Linked DNA regions of Zea mays: region 2 is linked to region 1. The links are chromatin contacts, called in public Hi-C maps. All regions are on one chromosome and are shown on one strand. The core of a region is the stretch at or near the end of the contact, and the rest is flanking DNA. Distances in the headings are between cores, read along the strand shown.

The links. A called contact is a pair of places that touch in the nucleus more often than the background predicts.
Region 2: a Hi-C map of tassel shows a contact between it and region 1, with 2.5 times the contacts expected there. The contact joins the promoter of LOC103164604 here to the enhancer-like site in region 1. A contact is called at or near these places in 4 of 25 Hi-C or Micro-C datasets (ear, leaf and tassel).

What each region holds. Positions count from the first base shown.
Region 1 is chr10:116,875,908-116,881,073 of Zm-B73-REFERENCE-NAM-5.0, forward strand. No RefSeq gene overlaps it. Among protein-coding and RNA genes, the nearest start is that of LOC103641620, 7.3 kb to the right of the region's middle. Within about 2 kb of position 2,279, at least 20 of the 20 cell types and tissues checked have an H3K27ac peak or open chromatin away from gene starts, as enhancers often do. A contact at or near this core is called in ear, leaf and tassel, where this site is marked.
Region 2 is chr10:117,014,395-117,019,560 of Zm-B73-REFERENCE-NAM-5.0, forward strand. LOC103164604 reads left to right here and starts at 2,436. Exons shown (of 8, transcript NM_001291850.1): 1 at 2,436-3,420; 2 at 4,010-4,171. The coding sequence starts at 2,758.

The DNA.
Region 1 (5,166 bases), core at 1,029-3,528:
TAATCCAGGGTACCGACAGATACACTTAGGGGTGGTAATGGATCACGATCTAAAGTTAGATACACTTAGAGATGGTAATGGATCACGATCTAAATATTTATAAGGGGTTGTTTGATTTCTAGAAACTAATTTTTAGTCTCTCTATTTTATTCCATTTAAAATAGAATAAAATGGAGGGACTAATTAGTCCCTAAAAACCAAATATCCCTTAAGTTAGGACTCTTAATTAATTTTAGTTTCAAAAATAAATACGAAGAGTTTGATCCTAATCCAATTTGATCTTTAAATTTTATAGTGTAAAATTTAGAACTCATTACCACGATATACTACGGATGATCATAGTTCATCACTTAATGAAGGATAATAAGGGAACTTTATGTTGTGCAATGATTAAAGGTGTTCGTCATTAACATGGGAGATCATTTTGAGTGGTATACTACTAAGTGAGGGTTGAATCTTAGTTTTTTTTAATTCTAGATTGATCTACCGTGTTTTGAGTCTATTATTCAGCAGATTGTGTATCCTTTTGAATAAGATTTCTAAATTAGTGAACATTTCAACTTCTCTATGACTCAAGAATTAAATCCATGACTCCAGTGCTAAAATGGTCGTACGAAACAAATGAATAAGAGTGGAGATACGACTTCAAAACTTATAAATCCATGACCCCAGTGCTAAAATGGTCGTACAAAAAAAGCCAACAGATTTCACCACAGGTTTCAGTCTAGTTTTGAATGATATCACAACCTCCCTTCTCCCACCCAACCTTCCTCGTCCTCTCTTCAAAGATCAAATGATGATCCGTTTAAATCCCTTCATTACAGTTGAATTAAAATATATTTAGTGCACTGAATATCAAGCTTAATTTTTTTACATCCCATGATTTTAAAAATTCTGATATAAATATATCTTAAATTTTTATATAATAGAGGATAAAAACTAATTATATACATCACTGTATTACATTTCTTTCTAATTTGCAACTTACAGTATGCTCTTTAGCTCGCTACTCAGATGCAGTTTTATCTCTGCCAACAACAATATACAAATATATACGCCATCCTACCATATTATCTTAATTGATCGATATTCCTAAATTATGATCATACAATAGATTTTAATTCAAAGGACCTGAACAGAACCTGAGCGAAAACAAAACGGTAGACCTTTTGACATCATAGCAGAGACTACAAGTTCATGAACACGGCCCGAACCGGGCGTTCCAGCTCATGAAAATTTAATTTATATAAATTAGAAAAATAATCCGGCTAGAATCATTCCTAAGCTCCAATCCCCAATCCGTGAAAACAGAACAGGACCTAAGTTTATCTCCATTAGCTTCCTCATCCCCACCTCCTATTCTAAAATTGCAGTAGTCATAGCCTTATAGTGCTGCAACCCAGAATTAGGTTGCAATCTTAACAGAAACCAGAATTAGTGAACATTGATCCACTGGAAGCAAGACATCTTAAAGGTCAAAGTTGAAAAGAAAATTGACAATCAGTAGAATTAAGACTAATGGTAAAACTGTGTACTGCAGTTTGACTGAACTAATGGAAATTCGAAATTATGGTAGAACTATCCGAGGAAACAATTCACAAATTCTTTTTTTTTAAAACATGTTCCCTTCCAAAGCTTAGACATCTCCATTTGATTTGGCAAAGAGTCGCACGAGTGATGAGCTCACAGAAGCGCTGCAGAAAACAGCTGCCACATAATGGTCATACACTACAGGGAACTCGATGCCCCGGATGAAGACACCTAGAACTGCAACAGGAAGGGAGGAAGTTCCAGAGAAAAACTCTCTGGGACCTCGTCGTTAATTTTGCATGGCTATGACTCGACACGCTCCCACATAGCAAAAGGGAGGCGATCTTAAGGGCCATGCATACAAAGCAAAGTGTTACGGTCAGTGACCAAGAAACCAAGATTGAAATACTGCATGTACTATCGCTCCGGGTTCCAAAATGCGGCACTAGACGCACGCGCTAAGCGGATGGGTAACGCTTCGCTTGGGGCACAAGCGCTAACATAGCGGCGCGGCCGCCTAGGTGGAGCAGCAGCGGCTGCTGGCTCCCGCTACCCGCCCACGGCGAGCAGTGCAGCCGCCGGGGTGCGGCGCGACGGCCCACCGGAGGCGGGAGGTGCGCACGCAGAGTCGCTGCCCTGTGTGCGGAGGACCGGAGGCGAGGTTTGCGACCCCGTGCTCAATGCGGCGGCGGAGTGGGGGAGAGAAGGTTAGGGTTGGGAAGAGGGACGCGAGGAGAGGATGCAGAAATGTGCGTGTATTTGTAGACCTGTGGAGATATGGAATGGGGCTTCATCTTAGCAGGCCTTTTCTAGAGAGATTGGGCTTGGTTTGTTGTAGGTTTCTACATGGACCCCGTAGTGGGCCTATGTAACTTCGACCGGTTCCACTGTGTTTTTCCCCCTCTTGGCTGCCACCACGATCGGTTCACTTTTGTCGGGTTTTTTTTTATAAAGTTCATATGTATTCAAACATTAACAACATAGTACATAGATTAAAGAATGAAATTCTCCGCTACATGGAAGTAGCCACCTTGCTACTGAGCGTAAGGTATAAGTGCTCCTAAAGAATGCATCTAAAGTGCCCATATGACGAGATACACTTCAACAATTTTTTGCAAAAACAAAGGTGATACAACCATTTCTTTTAACAAGCGTTGTAGCCATCAGTTGTACCACCGTTTAAAAAGGCATTCTTGCTGGCCTATTTCTAGCGCTGACAAGCTTCATCATAACCTACCTCGGTTTATCCATCACCATCAGGCATTATAGAAGAATCGATGTCCAGCTGCTGATAAATAAAACTTTAGGCACAGATTCGATGCTTGGAATTGAATTCTATTTTAATAATCATAATTTAAGCATAGATCTAATATAGTTTTATATAAAATATATTTATATACTATTGCTGGTCATAACGAGAGATATATTTATGTAGATAGATATTTATGTATTATATTTCTACTATAGAGGACGAGCCAGAGAGCATGTTATAAGTTACAAAATAGAATTATGGACTAGTGATATATAAAATCAATTTCCATCCACTAGTCCTACGAATTTAGAATAGACTTATATCTAAACTTTAGAAAGTGGTGGAAAGTCAAATTTCAAACCAAATAACCTACTATTAAATACAATTCCAATTTCTTAAAAATAAAGAAATCCAAACGCACCTCACAGAAACTATCAAAGTGGCAAGGTAGAATCTTCACATAAGCAAGTAGGTGGGATGAGCCTTACAAATGTGTCTTTACCTCGTGACCAATTATCTCCTCGCGGTAATAAAATACCCAAGGGACTATTTAAAAAACCATATTTCCTCCATTTTAATTTATAATTCGTTTAACTTTTTTACCTTAAGTTTGACATGTTTGTCTTACTAAAAATCATAATTATTATTAACTTTTACTGTGATATCGTTTAGTATATAATACTTTAGATACGGCTTTAAATTTTTTATTTTTCCATAACGAGACGGTCAAATTTGGCACATAAAGTCAAACAAATTATAAATTGGGACAGAAGGGGAAGGTGTTTCTTTCGGATAGCATATGCCCAACTATCATGAGAGAAATGAAGGTCGACTAGCCAAGATATTATCAATTTTAAGAAAACTAAATATAGCTCATGTTGACGCTATGATCTCGAGGAGGGGAGGAGTTGACGGTGGCGGCAGCAGTGCGAGGGGAGGGGTTGACGACGATGGTGGTAGCGCGAGTGAAGGGGAGGGGTGGCAGGGACACAGAGGAGGGGAAGGGGGAGGCTAGGTGCGATTTGGAGTCGTGGGGGAGGGAGAGGAACAAGGGATGATTAAAATAATATTGTCGATTGGATTTGAGTAAGGAATAGAGGGTTATCTAACGATCTGAACCGTTAGTATTGATGGTGTGTTAATCTGTGTGTAATTTGTTTGGTAGATTTAGTGGAGGTATAGGTGTACATTCGGGCCGCCCGACCCGGCCTGGCCCAAGCCCGAAAAGGCATGTATTGTTTGAATTTCGGGTCGGCCCGACCCGTTTGAATTTCGGGCCGTGCCGGGCCGGCCCATGGGCCTAGCCCTCGGCCCACGGCCCGGCCCGTAATTGCTTAAACGTGCCGGGCTCATTTCGGGCGGCCCGAAATTATAAAAGCCCGAAATTCACATTACGGCCCGAAATTCAATTTTAGGCCCGAAATTCAGTTTTTGGCCCAAAATTCACATTAGAGCCCTAAATTCAAAAAAAATAATAAAACAAATAAAAGATAAGACAAATAAATTTGAACAAAATCAAACTTAGTATTTGTATTAAAGTTACCACAGCTATGCAATGACTACCTCGTTTATAAATCATTTTGTTAGAAGGAAAAAGAGTATAATCAGCTCTATACAAAGTTCGTAAGTTCAGTTTATTGTCTAATGTTCATAACAAAAGCAAAATTACATCACACACTCTAATTCAAAGCTACAAAAAACATCTAACTAGCATTATCTCTAGCTTTGTGTTATTTATCAAGTATATGAAAGTGTGGAATAAAGTGTAGTTTTAATAAATATATGGGACTTTTCGTGCCTCTATATGGGCCATTTCGTGCCTGCCTTAAACGGGTCGTGCTCGTGCCCGCCCATGGGTCGTGACCTCGGCTCAAACCCGGCCCGATATAACGGGCCGTGCCGGCCCGGCACTAAATTATTTCGGGCCGTGCCGTGCCTGGGCCGTGCTTTTTTTCGTGCTTCGGGCCGGCCCACCAGGCCCGGCCCAAATGTACACCTATAAGTGGAGGTTATGAGAGTGTGGGGGTGATTTGGTTGAATGAGTTTTGCAAAGTTTAAACTAACAGATTATACAGTGGTATATATAATGGGCTAGGGAACATAAATTTAGAAAGATTTGCGTGTGATTTAAGTTTAGATATCAGATAGCCTTAGCACAAATGCACCTCATCCAACCAGGGTTTTTATGCCACGATATAAACTTACCTAGTTGGTTTATTATCGATGAAGCCATGGAACTAGAGATGGCAATGGGTACCCGCTACCCGAAACCCGGTGGGTTTTTGCTCTATTAGGGTATGGGTTTGGGTCAATTTCTCTACCCATGGGTTTGTTAATGGGTTCAAATGGAAACCCAACGGGTACGTGGGCATGGGTTTGTTCTT
Region 2 (5,166 bases), core at 1,186-3,685, 140 kb after region 1:
TCCCACACACAACTAAAATTAAAAAAATACAAATGACCCCAAGGGGATTGGAACCCGCGACCTCTTAGGCAAATGCAAGCAGTAGCTATCGCTACACCACATGTTTGTTTATGTCTTCATCTATGACAGTAAAAACATCTACTACATCTCTCTCCAAGCCTACCCTACTACCCTTGCACAATGCATAGTAGTAGATAAGTATCACCGAGATTCTTGAATTATATTTTTGGATGGAATGAGTAGTATTTAAAGAAGAGTCTTGCATGCAATTTCTTTTGTTTGAATAATGTTTTCAACTTAAATTCTTTTTTTGCATGCGTGTCATTTATTCTCCATAATATTTTTCCATGGATCTGACTTGTGAGTTATTTTCATAAACCAACGCCAAGGATGAATCCATGTTTCTTGCTTGGAAACCCCAAACAAACACCACTAGCAGGAGGCGCTCACGTTGGCATCACTCATCGACGACGAGAAAAAGTTTGACGGCTGCCAGTTCGACCTCTAGAAGCAGTCCTACGTGGCCGCATGAGCCGCTGTGTATGACAAGCTCCGACGCAGCCGCCGCTTGGACGCGGTCCAGAGCGGCTGCACCACGTTGTCCATCGTCAAGCAGGGGGACCTCATGGTCGTTGCCAACGTTGGCGACTCTCGGGTTGTTCTGGGCACCACATCCAACGACAGCGTCATAACGCCGTCCAGTTCATCGTCCATCTGAAGTCCAACCTGCCATGTAAGTCGCTACTGACTGGCCATGAATTCTTGTACGCTCGGACGACGGTCTTTGCTAACGTTGTGTGAGTGTCCTCGAACATGATGTATGTAGAGGAGTAGCGCATCCGGTGGTGTAACGGCCAGGTGTACTACATTGCTAATGAGCCCGAGGTGCACTTCGTCTGACAGCCCAGCCAAGAGTCATCGGTACTCGCCATGTCACGCGCGTTCGACGACTACTATATCATGGATTGTGGCGTCATATCGGCGCCGGAGGTGACGCAGAGGAGGACCGACAGCAATGATCAGTTGGTCATCCTCCCACCGTCGGGGTAACTTTTTATGCTGGCCTGCCTTGAATTCTCTTCGCAAACACAAACAATTGTTTTTTTGTTTGAGCAAGCGCGTATGGTGGTGCGTGCTTGATGACTAACGATGTACGAGGGAACTTTTTCCGGCAGGCTTGGGGCGTGCTCTCCAATGATGAGACCATGGAAATCGTGGCATATATCGAAGTCTGTATGATACTGATGGTTGCAATGTAGTGATGAAACAAATAGATTAAAATAACAAAATTTATGTATGACCAGGATCACAAATGAATTATGAAACATTTTCTCATAACAATATAACACACATTTTGTATATAAGTTACCGTGGTATTATATGTCCCCGTTGCAACGCACGAGCACTCACCTAGTTTAGTTCTTGTGTTTGGTAAATTAGAGACTAAAAGAGACTAAATTGAAGGGACTAAAAATTAGCCCATGTAACCAAACGGGGCCTTACTAATCTCTTGTTGCTCTAATCTTTAAGGTGTCGTTTGGTTCACACATTGGTAATGTAATGTATAACTCATAACGTTAAATTATATTTGTTTAAGTTCAACCGTAATCTATACCTAGAGATGGCAATGGGGACCCGATCCCCGATTCCCCGCGGGGAATTCCTCTATTAGGGGATGGGGATGGGGACGTTTCTTCCCCCACGGGGATGTAAACGGGGGAAAATTCTCCCCCGACGGGTAAACGGGGACGGGGATGGAGAAGCATTCCCCATCCCCGTTCCCCGCGGGGACCCGTTAAACGTACATGTGACAATGATTTCATGTAATAGTTAATGATAAAAAATAAAGAATTACCTTGTCAAGAGATTATCCGTTGTACAAATACATTGATTTTAATGTGCACAAAATGATTTTTACATCTAACAATGTGTATAAGTGATAATGTTTTACATTAATAACAATAAAGTACAGTTTAATTATAATTTAAGCGGGGATGGGGATCCTCGACGGGGATTTATCCCCGCGGGGAACGGGGATGGGGAAGAAATGTCTCCCGCAAGCATTCGTGGGGATCCCCGCGAGGAAATTTTTTCGTCGCGGGGACGGGTTTGGGGAGCTAAAACCCGACGGGGAATTCCCCGTTGCCATCCCTATCTATACCACACTAGAAATGGATACCAGCTTATTCAAACTTGTTACTATCGATATTCGAGTCTGAATTATTACTATTATCTTTTATATTATATTTGGTGAAATAAACAGAACCTAAAATTTGAGACTAAAAAATATTGGTGGGGTTGAGGCTGAACACGGCCCAGGTCGGCCCTACTGCATGACGCCTAGCTAGACCTCAAAGCATCACACACACACCATCGTCCTCTCCTTTGCCAGCGCCGCCGAACCCGCCACCAGCCTTCTCCCATCCTCGAAGCACGGAAGGCTCCCAGAAGGAGCTCTCACCTCGCAGCCATCTCTGGCACGTCCGTCCTTCTTCTCCCTCGGTCCCTCCCCTTCTCCACAGCTATCGGATTGGCGTTGGAGTGGAGATCGACCCGGGCTCGGAATTCCCTTCGTTGGTAAGGAACCCTAATTTGGTCAGATGGGATTTCCAACTTCGACAAAGCCCGCGAGGTCGATCGATCTCAGTTGACGCGAGGGATTGGAAAACTAAGTTGCGGGTGTAGTTAATTTTCTAGGAAGATTGGGGTTTCAGCTCAAACTCCCATGCTCGACGCTGAGGACGACCCTGGCGGGAGATGACGAGGATCTTCGTGCAGCGCGGGACCGCCGGCTCCTCGTCCAGCTCCGGCCGCTCGGACACGCAGCCAGTGCAGCCGGCAGCAGCTGCCCGGGAGGAGGAGTTGCCGCTGCAACCTCAACCACAGCTGCCGGAGCTATTGGCCATAGATGATACAACTGATAATTTAAATGAGGGCAGCGAGAATATCAGCAATAAGCCTTTGAGGACGGATGACACCATTTCAGAGAGCTCAAGCTCCGCAGAGGAGAGGGCTGCCAGGGAGAAGCCTCTTAAGGATGACTCTAATGTAATCAACCCCACTTTCTTAGTAGAGGAACCTGTAGGGATCCAGATCCCTGATCAGATTGAGCATGAAAATTCTGTGCTGTCAGTCACTGGTTCATCACAGATGGCAGGTGCAGCATCGCACCCACCACCACCGCCAGCTCCACCTCCAAAACCATTGTTGGGGAATAATGGCTTGCGGAGAATGGGGCCTGGAAGTTCGAATAGTGTGCGGATTGGATCTTCAAGAAGGCCAGTAGCTTGGCCACTAGTGGCAGCCCGGACATCTGCTTCAGGTTCTCGGCCTTCTTCACCTAGGTCACTTGTTGATGGGGAAGGTTACAACAGTGCTGATGAACAGGGCCCCTGTTATGCCTTGAGTTATGATGATTCGGTAATGATTTCCAGCTGTCTTGTTTTGCATTTTTATGAGCTTTAACCCCTCCTATGACATTTACAGCAGTACTATATTCATTACCATTATTGTATACTAATAATGTGGATATACAATTCTAGATGTTTAGCGTCCTGTATAGTTAGACAATATGCTCCTAGGTAGGTTGGCTGTGTTTTCTATGTGTATGATGATAATTTGAATATGAATTTTATATTTCCTCCTGGTGTCAGTCTGTCAGATAGCAGAATCATTCTTATTACTTTAGCTATTTTATTGTGAATAATATAGGCAGACACAAATTTTAGTCAAGAGAGCCTCATTTTTTTTCTTGCTTATATAGTAACAATTTACTGAGTCACTAGGTCATGAGTTTGAAGCAGCCTCTCCGCATTTGCTGGGGGGGGGGGGGGGGAGGAGGAGGATTGCTGCGGTTTATCCCTCCCTAGACACCACTTATCTGGGAGCCTCCGCCACTGGCTCTGCCCCTATTTAATATTGTAGCTGTTTATGTTGTGTACACGAGTCAGTGTAATATTGTATGATCGTATTTTTTGCAACTTCTCATCTAATTTATTTTGTGCCTCAGGAAAGGGAGCGTATGTTTGACCATGACCTAAGGCGAGTGAAAGGGTTGGAAATCAGAAAGATGGCCGAAGATGGGAACTGTCTATTCAGAGCTGTTGCTGATCAAGTTTATGGAGACGCAGAAGCTTATGACATGGCTAGGCAGATGTGTGTTGATTATATGGTAGGTTTCGTCTTTGCATCCAGCACTAATCATCTGGTTTATATCTTGTTAGGATAATCTTTTGCTTATCCAGTGCTTTAAATTAATAAATTTTAACCATCAAAGTTCTGACATGTCTTGCCATATTTTGCAAGCCAAGTTAATATATTGCACTTATTTACGGACATTAAATACTTAGCTTAATTAGTTTTTACGTAGTCATGACTTGTGAGACATAATTGATATGAAGTGAAAAGTGCGCTGAGAAGTTGAGACGACCAAGTTTGCAATCATAATGTTATGGAAATGGTCGCCACCTGGTTCCATGTTTTCAGCCGATAGCAAGTAATGGTTTCTGCCTGGATGGTTAACTGTCTCCAGCTCTAATCTAGGTAGGCATGGATGAGCCATTTCAAGATTGGGGTTATGTCCGTTCCCAGAAAAAAAGTTTCTGCTATTTTTGTTGCCTTTTGACATATTAAGAATATTATCCATTGCTATATTTGATGTAAAAACGATGTGAAAACCTTATTAAATCCTATGAATCTTCAAAGAAAGTCCCAACTCAAGCCTCAATGTATGGGCATATGGCCTATCCATCTTTTCCTGTCTTGCAGGATTCGTCTCCATTTCTGTTTATAGTGTTATTTTTCTACCTTTCTCCTTTGATAGTTAGTCATTTGGTATGTGGTATAATCATTAAGCATTAAGGGTTCATATGTCTTTCAATGAGAATAAACATTATTTTCAATATTGGTCTAGTAAGTTGTAAAAAGGAACAATTTGTTTTCTTATCCAGATTTGAGTAATTGCATGTGTATTATATGTGGCAGGGGTTGAAAATGGTGTGGATAATCTTAATTGTTTCCGAATCATTTTTCAAATTTATGATATCATTTTGTGGTGATGGATTAGGTCACAAGGGACATACAAGGGGATATCCCTTGGTATATGTTTCTTGCGGACGATGTAGTGCTAGTTGATGAAAGCTGGATAGGAGTAAATAGGAATTTGGA